2 separate regions of the Drosophila melanogaster genome follow, and region 2 is linked to region 1. A link is a contact called in public HiChIP or PLAC-seq data. All regions are on one chromosome and are shown on one strand. Each heading gives the region's core, a stretch centred on a gene start, on an enhancer-like site or on the middle of the called end of the contact. The rest is flanking DNA. Distances are from core to core; before and after follow the strand shown.

Region 1 (5,777 bases), core at 2,339-4,838:
AACTAAGCATTTTAATAACCTTATTTTAACTAAGATATTTACAGTATTGCCAAATGTTGTTGCGAATATATATATAAAAAATATTTAATAAAAAGGAAACGCTATAAAAGTATTGTACATAAAATGTATTTATATTTCCCTTTATTGTCTTTCCTTTTTCATAAGCCTTATGTAACTGATAGCATTTGTAAATATTTTAAAAATATTGTAATTCACAAGTCTTTAAATAGGACATGATACATCTATTTTTATTTTTATACATTTAATTTGCTAAAACTATAAAAAAGTTTTAAAATCGTTAACACTGTTCTTATAGCTTCGTGTTTTAAAATAAGAGAAACTGAATTATTTACTTCCGTGTATTTTTCTTTAAAATGAATATTTACTACTATTTTAAATATAAAATAAATATCGAATTAGTAATACGTTTTCTATAGCTTATCTGGTCCGCAAATATTATTTTATAGAATATGTCCCAAGGGGTTTCACGCTACCCATTACTCGTAGAGGTTGATTCAATGAAAAGATTGTCTCCATCAATGATTAAGAGCTCTAGCCGAGTCTGTCCGTATTTCGCACTTAAAAAATGTTTGGATTTTTTTAACCGGTTCCAATGCATTTTTGGCGCTATTTTAGGATTTTAATGGCGATAGATGTAGGCGCCGCTCGATGGGATTTAACATGAGTCTAATGGTCGAGAAACTCGAATATAGTGCCTATAATAATTTGCAATTAATTGTTTCTTTGAAAGTGTTTTATTTTCAAACTTCTTAAAATGTAGTTGAAAAATTTGCTCATATATTATGAAACCTGTATTACTTTTATCTTTGGATAAACAGCTTGTAAATTTTTAAAATTTTATTTGATTCACAATTGTAATTAAATTATTTTATTATAAGCAAAAATTAAAAATTGGTATATAAATTCAAAGCTAAAATGTTTTGTATTGATAAACAAGATCATCCCTAGACGTAGGGAGTTACTTGTAGAGTAAAAGGGTAAACTACAATCGATAATAGGTATGTAACGTAGCAGTATGCGTTTCCAAACCAAAAAATATCAGGATCGATAGCAGGTAGACATGGCCATGTCCGTGCGTCGGTATGAACGTCGAGATCTCGGAAACTATTATAGCTAGAAAGCTTAGGTTAGATATGCGGGATTCTACTGACGTCTGCGTTGACACGCCCACTCAGACTCCGACTTGAACTAGCATGACCACACTTCTGTTTTATTATTTGTGTGGCCAATTTCTATCGTTTAATCCGCCAACATGTCGCTAAAACTGAGACGCCCGTATTTTATACTATTATTTGATTTTTTATTGTTTTAATACTAATATAAATTTGTATACATTTATTAATATAAATTTATATCGATTTGCGAAATAGCTTTTAATTTGGTTTAATTTTACCTATTTGCCATAAAAGATGTTTAAATTTCTTGTACGCACTTCAACTAGCTGAGTATCTTGAGGAACTCGACTATAGAATTCTCTCTTGCTTTTTAGTTTAATACATGAATATTATACACCAAAATCACAGTTTATAATAGATTTTATATTTTACGAATTTTGAAGTATTCTTAACAGATTTTGAGCTCACATATGCATGCAATTTATTTGATCAACGTTTCAATATACACTTCGCATGCTGTATTTTTTTTCTAGTAATAAAAGATGTTTATACTTAAATTGTGCAATTTTTAAAAAATCATAATCATACATAATACTTAATTTCGGCTTCACCCCCGAAACTCTAATCGTTGTAATAATTACTAAAAAAAATTTACTATGATTATAAGAAAACAAATAAATTTTAAAGAAATGAGAGTGTCATAAGAATAATTATGATTACGCAGTTTCATAAAGTAAAATAATATGCTTTAAAAAAAAATAATGTGAGTAGGTTATTTTGGAAAACATTCTGGTTGCATTAAAATTTAACTTTTACCATTTATCTCCAACCGTTTTTAAGATTCATAACTAAGCTCGGCATTTGTACGATCCCAATAAATAAGTTAATGAACCTATATTATGAAACCAAAAAATTTGTGAAATTAATAAAAATAATTGAACTTTAAATTTACATCAAGTTTAGAAATTCAACAAATACACTGCTGTGATAAATCTAATTAACGATTTATATAGGGCTCTAGTCACATAGATACATATTATATGATTATAAATCTATATGTATATATGTATATGTATTTAAACGTGTACATACAGTTATGCACACATTTACATATATATGTATCAATCGTAAACATATAAATTTATTAAGAATCTGCGTTACAACAGTTCGGTGGTCATGATAATTCAAGCAAACTAACAAATCATATGTAATCAGAAGAATGTAAAGGCCATTGCCAATTTAAAAGACTGTTTAACACAAATTTTATACGTTTAATTCCAAAATTTATCAGTACACAAAATTGCTATATAATGCTTTAGTCTTTATGTTTAGTGCAAATCGTTATCTAAAATGTAATGTTAGTATAAAAATAAATATCATAAGCTTATTATTTTTCGATATTTGCGGTTCCATCGTGCTTCCATTGTCTGTGTTTTTGTAAAATATTGCTTTTTATTCAAACGACATCGCAACTTCATTTGTTTGATTAACAAATTCCTTATTATTTCATTTCTATAATTTGTGTAAAAATCAATTAAGTAACACGAGTAATACACTATAATAAAAGTACCCCATCAAATCAATTAAGTGGATCAACAACGAATATGTAAATATATGTTGCATATACATGAAGTATTCTATATAAATTCTTTTTATAATGTTAAAAATGAGTTTGTTTGCTTTTTTTAAGCTATAATTAAATATAAAATTAAATTTCATTTTTAATACTGCAATATTGGTCGACTGATGGATTCTTAGCGTAAGATAAGGTTTAGATAGTAGAAAGGGTTAACAATCGTATACTAAACCTACGCAGATATACAAATTTCTAATATTAAGATGATAGTAATCACAAATATAAGTTTAATAAAATAGTATGTATACACATAGGTAATAAATAATGTACGAAATATAGAAATAATGCAAAGATATTGAATAACAATAAAAACAAAATTAAACTATTAACTTTTTATATACTGACGCACGGCAGAATTATTGATGCAATTCTTAAATTTTTATAAGACGTGCCTTGCAAATATAGGAAATGTTACGTCGGTATGTAAGTTCATACACCCGAGTGCCAATTGGATCGTCGCAAGTCGCGCAAATTGATCCCCCCTTTTACCAAGGTCATTAAAAGTTATGTCATCCTTTTTGCCCTACAGCACCCTGTAAAATGTTCTCATTCTATTGTATTTGTCTTCATATTGTATATTTATTGAATAATTGCTGGCTTGTGCCATGGGCATACATTAAAAGATATAAAGAAAATTCGGTGACTGTGTTCCGTCAAACTTACCTCAATCCCATCCTGGGCGATGAGATCTGGACCCTTGATCCTGGGCATTTCTACATATTAGGTTGTAATTATACATACATATACACCTTCTCCAATATAGTACAGATTAAAAACATTTACAGAAAAACAAGCACCATCAAGAAGGTATTGTATATATATAAGTAGGGCCGTATGTATGCTTGTATGCAGTATGCACTGCGGCACGCTCCAGCTGCGGGGCCGCTATCTTATTCTCCGATTTCTCGTTCTCCCACTTGTTTTGCATTTTGTTTTGGTTTTTATTTTATATTTGTTAACATTTAAAATGCATGATTTCACTCTTAAATTTGTCACGGATTACTATTGCTAGTAATTACTATTACTATTATTAATTTTAATGCCATTTCCGGTTTAGGTTTGTGTCGGTGCATTGCTTAATTTGATCTGCCGACTCCGTCTTTTGATGATGTTTTCACATTTTGCATTTACTGCGATGGACGATGGATCTTCTTTAACGCATTGTGATAGGAAGCCTCTGTACAGATCTCTTCTACGCATTCGCCAGTTTCAGGAGCACTAGAAAAACTAACACCATGGCGATCAAATTAAGAATGTTCTTTGCGCCTAAGGTCTCGTCCATGTGGTAAATCAATTCCACGGCGGTGTTGTCAAAGGCCTTGGACTGCTTGCTCTCCATATTGGAACTTCCTTTCTACTGGTTGAAAATGTTTTTTTTTTTTTTTTTTTTAAATAATCATTCTATTTATTTTGGATTCAAAAGGAATCGTTCAGTCAATTCCTCTAAAACTTAACCTATTGTGTGTATAAATGTATATGAGACCAAGTGGTTTCTTAATTATTAAGTAGAAAAGGAAAAAAAAAGAATTTTTCTAGTTATTAATTACTTAATGTGTAATATTTTATACTATCCTCCGGGTAGGGAGATCGGTGGGGTGTACCCTCTTCAGCCTTCGGAGGGAGATGGGATTAGCTAGGATGTTTGCTAGTTGATTCGGGTGGACCATAAGCCTGTCGGCATAACGGCTGCTGTGAAAATTGATCTGATTGAGAGGGATAACTTTCAGATCTCTTTCGATTACCTGGTTTGTCACTTACCAGGGGAGCCCAGATGCATGGCTTGCAGCTCTCGACTGGACCACACGGAGCCTATTGAGCTGGGATTTGGCGGCAGTTCCCCACACCTGGATGGCATAACTCCACGTTAGAGCAAGTATGGCTTTGATTAAAAGAGCCTTAGAGCTCATTTGTAGTTTACTGGAGTGGAAGAGCCAGTCGAGCTTTTTTAGTTTCGCCAGTGACTTGAATTTGACCGACGTGATGTGGGCCCTCCAGGTCAGTCTCCGATCTAGATGAACTCCTAGGTAGCAGTGCGATGTGACATTGTTGACGGGGTTTCCATCAAAAGTCAGATCTGTGCAAGTTCCGGGCCGCAGGGTAAAAGTTACACAGGCTGACTTCGAGGAGTTAATGGCCACATTCCATTTGGCAGTCCATTTTCGACTGCATGCAGCCATTCCTGGACTGCGTTGGAGGTTGAAAATGTAGGTCCTTCTTCAATGGACTTCCTTAGCGACTTCTTTTTTTATCGGACTAGAGGACTAGGATAATATTTTACTATTTCCCCTATTTTGGGAGTCAATGCCCGACTGATGAACTTTGCCAATTAGAATTAGAATTTCCATGTGAACAATTGTGCCCGTTGGAATACCTATTTGACGCTCGTTATTTGTCGAGCTGCATTTTCTTTGTTAATATCACTCTACACTCCTCCTCCCTCTGTTTCAGATCCTTTGCTGCTCGATGTGTGACGCACGATGTTGCGTACGTAAAATAAATTTAGATCTGTCAGGGGAATTCGATGTAGTAAATGTAGTGGTAACGGGTAGAAATATTCTGAAACATTCTTATGTTTTATTCCTTTTATTCCTTAGCTTGCCCTACCGTGGGACCTTTAAGCTTATTAAAATCTACCCCTTGCCGGCAGTTGCTTTAATTGAGAAAACTTTAAGGAAAACTTTTACGTAATGAAGTGGCAAATAATGAAAATTTAGTTCTATGAAGAAGAATGTCGTGTATTTGATGTAATTTTTTAAGTGAACCTTAAATGATGGAACAAAAAGGTTCACATCAGATGACTGCAAACATCAGTCATATTTCTGATGGTATATCTGACTATAAATTCAAGCCACTTTAATCCTCCTTAATTAAATGAAGTTCAAAGCTATAAATGATTCAACAATTTATTTAATTAGTACGATTTTAAACTCTAAATTATAACACTGTTAATATTGTTTTATTATAAATTGCAAAGTAATACATTGAATAATAGTTCTGATTGTCAA
Region 2 (5,777 bases), core at 1,368-3,867, 580 kb after region 1:
CGTTGGTATTAATAGGAATGTCCGACTTTTTAGCTTGATTTTTATTCAAATCTATCAGAAATTCATTAACAGTGTTAGCATCATCTCCCTGCATTTGGGAGGATGAACTTTCATCAAAAAAATCAGTCATTATGTGGTCGCCATAAGTGTCATTTATAGACAAATGAGATTCGTCAATGCTTTCCATGCGATTCCAAACAGTAGTTTTTGAAGATGCATTATAATCTCTATAAAAGTTATCTATTATATTTTGTGGTACTGAAATTGGTTTTGTTATATTGGGAAGTTTTTTTAAATTCAAGCGCATAAGTATGTGCATTTTAATCGATTCTATACTATCCACTTTGGCTTTCTCACGCAACTGACGCTGTAGCATACTTTCTATATTTATTAAGGTATTGCGATACAAAGATACACTTTGAACTCTTGATAAATCTCCATGCTCTGATACCTTTGCTAAAGGGGTACTTTTTTTCCCCGGTTTACTTTGTACTTTCATTTGGAATATTCCCATATTTTCATTTATTTTATCATCCGCCGATATTGAAGAAGAACCATTTTTTTCTGATAGTACTTTTGCACTATTGTTTGTTTCGTTACTCAACATAACCATTTCCGGACTATCGTTGTTGGAAGAATTACTGAAGCTTTTATTTTCTGGCTGAGCATAAGCATTGACTGCAGTCGATAAAATTAAGAGTACGGTGACCGTGACATATCGAGTTACACGGAAATTACCTCTCTTATGTCCAAGAATATTCATTCGCCCGATATTTATTTTTTTTGAGTCAAGATTAAATCTGTAAGAACCTGGAAACTGGATTTCGTTGGAGTTCACTTCTATGTGAACTGTTGTATCTGATGTGTTCTGTCGAGTTTTTTTCTTTAGGGTTCTATGATGCTGATCATGGGTTTTATATTTTCTCCAACCGCAGCATGAGTTGGCCAGCATGATTTTTGATCAAACCGTTGATGAATGCTGAAAAGGACTTGTATTTATAAATATACTTGATATATTTTAAAATAAGAAAAAATAAAAATAATAATTATTATTTATTTTTGGAGACAGCGGCTGGTGATCTTGTCATCCAATCAACTTGGCTCTTGTTGGCCTTATTTTACAATTTTTTTAAAAATCAAATCGCGAAATACAAGCTGTTAGATAATCCCCTGCTGTATTCGATTAAGTCGGATTCCCAAGGTAATACCTTAAACAGCTGTGCAGAGAAAAAAGAAGAGCGCACCCCTTTAAACCCTATTAAAGCATTAGCACGGAAGTCAATGATTCCCCTTCGCGAGTCAATACAAAAAAAAAAAAAAAAAAAAATTGAATAGCTTACGCCACTGACGATCTCTAACTTCAAAAATATTAAAATTATTGGCAAAATTTGGACAATATAATATTTCGGTTTTAAATTGATAGACTTTTGACGATCATATCATATAGCTAACTGTTGAAAAAAATTATAGACTCGTTGTTTTCAAATAAAAAGAGTTCTTCTTCAGTATGCACATTTTTTTGAAAATATATAATTTAGGTTTTTAATCGATCAAAATCAGACGACCATACACTTATATACCTGCCATAGGGAAAAATGGCTCTATGGCTATAAAGCTTAGGAAAAAACACTGACAATTGTAAAACCATTTTTCGTCACAAATCGGCACGGTGAGGCTGCGATCGTCACTTGATTTGTGTGCTCGTGAATATTCTAAAACTCGGAATAACGGAATAATAACCTTCAAAAACTTGTTTCAGGCTACGAAAAAACTTACTTTGAATATAGTAGAAGTATAAAATCCTGCAGCACCGGATATAATGATTTTTAAAAATTAAAAATCATATCTGCATTGTTTGATCCGCCTTGGAAGCGCGATGCGCCAGCAGAAAATGACCACCCTAATGTGCACACAGTCGTAAAAGTTAGTTCAAGCTACATATGTACATGCACATATGCAAAGCCCGTTCATAAACGTTTCACATGAGTCCTCTTTATGACCACTATTGTATTCAATTAAAACCATTTATAAACATAATAAATTATTGTGCTCTTGAACTTCAGTTCATCGCTGAAAGTGCATTATTCCCCTTTTACAAGCAGAACAACGTAAATGAGATATATCATATGTATGTACATACGTAAATTATACATACATACAGAATAAATAGCATGCATATAAGCACATATGTACATTTTTAAAGCTGTGTATGTACAAAGTTATGTACATTTAGCGATAACAAACTTTTTAAACACCTACCAATTGTACATAAGTAGATATATACTTATCTATCGGTATTTATTTTATTTTTATACACTTGTACAACCAAAATCTATTTTGAAACTAGGCAATTGTGTGTTTTAATATATGTATAGTATATATTATTAAATGTTTTATATTGAAGTAACAGTGGGCCTACGGTTTCGAACATTATTCTTTTGCAATCCGCTTTTGTTAAATTTATTATTCATTGTCCAAAAACACATAGTTTGAAAAAATTGTGTATTCAATTGCGCACTAAATAATAATAATTTATTTCTCATAGAGAACCAATATTTGAAAACCCGCAGAGATTCTGTACTGCTGTGCGATTGAGCGACGAAGTAGAACTGAAAGCAGCTGATCAGATGCGATCGGATACATACGGCTCACCGGCAATTTCGTTTTAGTTGGCATAACAGGCCGCTTTTAAAAATGTATCTGCTGAAACGCATTGCAAGAGTAAACTTTAATTCATATTAACATTTTTATCGAGCAAAATAGCATTATATTAAAATGAAATATTTATTGAATATACTCCTACTTTTTTTTTTACAATTCTAGAAAACATTTTATTTATATTTCCACTGTCGCTAATAATCACTTTCTATTGTAAATCAATTTAATCCTTAAGCCGTTTTAACTCTTATAAGTTATGAGTGTAGACATTTTTACATTTCAAAGATTTCAAATAGACCCGAAGAAACTATATAAGATATATTTTTATTAGCAGGATTTGATTTGTCTCTATAATTTTGGTTCCCTAGTTGTTTTTTTTTATTACACAAAATTGAGTGCTATTATACAACAAAAATTACATGCGTATTAATTTGTACTACTGGAATGACTATATTGATACAAAGGAATTTTTAAAATTTAACCGAAGTTCCGCATTCTTGTCCTAACATTTCGTGTTTTAAATTAACGGCAAAAATGTCGTTACTCTGGAATTAATAAAAAGTACCCAACGCACTTACATAAGTATGCAAAAATAATTTTATGTGTATAAAAGAAACTTATATTAAATCAAGTACATATTCGTGCGGGTCCCCTTTGTTCCGCAGTCTTCTTATATAATTATTGCCCATTAATATGGTTGTGTAAGAAGGCAATCTGGGAACTCCATAAAAAGGGTAGGGACAATTACCGCGATGTCTAGTGTTTTCCAGATTAGCTGTCGATATATCGACGCCCGTACAGATGTTTAAGCCTTTCCACACATACATTTATGAGTTTCCTATCGATATGGAAGAAAACGATAGGTGTTCACACTGTACTAACTTATTTTTATTGCTTTGTATCAGCAATTCTGTTGTTTTACTTAAGAATAGCAATTCAAATGGAGAAGACTTCTTTTATGTATCAACAAAGTAACTGATAAGAGATTATTTATTGGATGGATTGTAAGCTACTTATTTTTTCCATTGTGGTTAACAATTTACGATTTTTTTTTGGTTATAATAAAGATTTAAATAAAATAATTTCAACAAGTGCGTCAATTTTCCTTCATCTACGCACATATAGATGGTAATCGTGCGATAAACCTAATATTACGAAAATGGCGATCACGCATTCAACCGATAAATACAGAACTAAAATACTTCCTGATCAAAAACAAGAATTTATAATTTTTTTTCTATTATTTCCACTACGTTGCAATTTTCTGACAGAAATCACTATACGCTCTGCAATGGTTTAACAATAGGAAACGCTTTAGTTGGCTTTCAAATATTTTTCACAACATTTTCAACGAGTAGATTAGTTGAACTATTAATAGCTCATTAATGGACCGATTCTTTAGGTCTGCTAAATTATCATTCTTATATCTGTGAATTTATTTATTTACTGCATCGAATTTTTGAAAATAACGTATTCTCTACGCAATCACTGGTATTGGGTTGCCATATCGATTTCTATATATGTTAAGAGTTGCCGTTTGTATTTTTACACGCCGAGAGTTGCCATCCTGATACGAGCAGATGCGTGCTGAAGTCCAATCGATACTACAAAATACCAAAATACACAGAAAATATAAACAATATTGCATAAACAATATTGTACGAACGTTCGTTTTAGTGTTTAATCACATACTGTTTTTCCCCCATCCGAAAATCGAAGAAAATGTGTGACAATCAATATCTAATAAAAGAATCAGGATACATGTGCGACCATTCGTAATATAAATATGTATGTATATTTTGTAAATATTATTCCCTACTAACTAAACCCATCTGTGTGAATTTTTCCCAAAAGCCCTCTTATTATTGCAGGTAGTACATATATTAGTCGAAATAATTATGATCCGAAAGTTTTTTAATAAGGCTTTTGACCGTAATTAATTTCGAATTGGTTTAACCAAAAAGTGACGACGGTCATTTAAAAGGTCAGAAATTTAATTTAAAATATTAGAAGAGAAACTCTAATATTTTTATTTTGTGTCATACATTGCACCCATTCGGAATATACCGTTTTTTTTTAAAATTATATGTAATGCCCTTTGGCTTGCCACTCACTCGGTGAGGCCATAAGATGTTCTCCGATCGCCACCGTGTTTAAGAGAGAAAGTTGCAGAATGAAGTCTTACAAGCACATTTCTAAAAAAGGGACAACGCTCTTAAAAGGAAATAGTTATATATACCGAGTAATGACATCTGTGATTAGTCTATGATTTATATTATAATATAGCTACGCAGATCGTAACTAACAGATACCCCTTACATTGCTGGTAGGAGTTTTTACTCCTACTCTCTTTTGAGAGATGGAGAAAAAATAAAAAGAAAAACACTCTTCGATATTGGTCGATAGCTTAAGCTGGTGGCGGTTAGATTAATTGCCATTGTAATTTGCGGGCGTTACTCATTTGGCACTCTTAAAATCAAAGTGGAAAGAAAGGTGGATAAGTAAAAAAGGGTGCGGAATGAGTACCGTTTATATAGTGTGTTTATCAAGTAAATGACAATTTTTTCGTCACTAAAGTTGATATTACAACTTTTTATGTTGGAGGTTCGATCTGAAAATAGCAACAGCAATAAAACATCGACTCTCAGAAACCAGTTACCAGAAACCATCGACAAAAATTGGCCCGAAAAACATTAAAAAACTAAACAAAAACAATTCAAATTTCAAAAGTGCGGGCGTGGGGTTATGGGTTATGGGGTTATGTTGACATGGGTAAACAAACTTGAGCTGCGTCTATGTCTCTGGAATCTGCAAGTCAACTCTATAGCTTTATTAGTTCCTGAGATCGCGGCGTTCATATGGTTAGACGGACGAACAGACGAACATGTTCATATTGACTCGGCTATTGATACTGATCAATAATATATATACTTTATATGGTCGGAAACGCTCTCTTCTATTTGCTACATAATCTTCAAAGCATAAAATAATAATAATGGGTGTAATAATGGTTTTTTATTTTGGCAAGCCAATTTATAGTGAATTATTAAAAATTATAAACTGCAGTCAATAAAGTAACATTGCTTGTTATTTAAGAAATCGCAGGCCTTATGACTAGT

Evidence for each region. HiChIP or PLAC-seq counts read pairs in DNA pulled down with a chosen protein or histone mark.
Region 2: an H3K27ac HiChIP or PLAC-seq map of the Kc167 cell line shows a contact between it and region 1, with 4 times the contacts expected there. The contact joins the promoter of myo here to the enhancer-like site in region 1. A contact is called at or near these places in 9 of 107 Hi-C or Micro-C datasets (the Kc167 cell line, the S2 cell line, brain and 4 more) and 1 of 6 datasets of contacts at active chromatin or transcription factors (the Kc167 cell line).

What each region holds. Positions count from the first base shown.
Region 1 is chr4:110,728-116,504 of dm6, forward strand. It overlaps pan (pangolin), which reads left to right. Exons shown (of 12, transcript NM_001258477.2): 12 at 1-3,543. It overlaps Ank (Ankyrin), which reads right to left. Exons shown (of 12, transcript NM_001169348.2): 11 at 4,531-5,277; 12 at 4,347-4,475. Among named protein-coding and RNA genes, the nearest start is that of Ank, 16 kb to the right of the region's middle. Within about 2 kb of position 3,589, at least 22 of the 39 cell types and tissues checked have an H3K27ac peak or open chromatin away from gene starts, as enhancers often do. A contact at or near this core is called in the Kc167 cell line, the S2 cell line and brain, where this site is marked.
Region 2 is chr4:693,438-699,214 of dm6, forward strand. myo (myoglianin) reads right to left here and starts at 2,618. Exons shown (of 5, transcript NM_166788.2): 1 at 2,260-2,618; 2 at 1,777-1,900; 3 at 1-979. The coding sequence starts at 952. ey (eyeless) reads left to right here and starts at 4,252. Exons shown (of 8, transcript NM_166789.2): 1 at 4,252-4,446.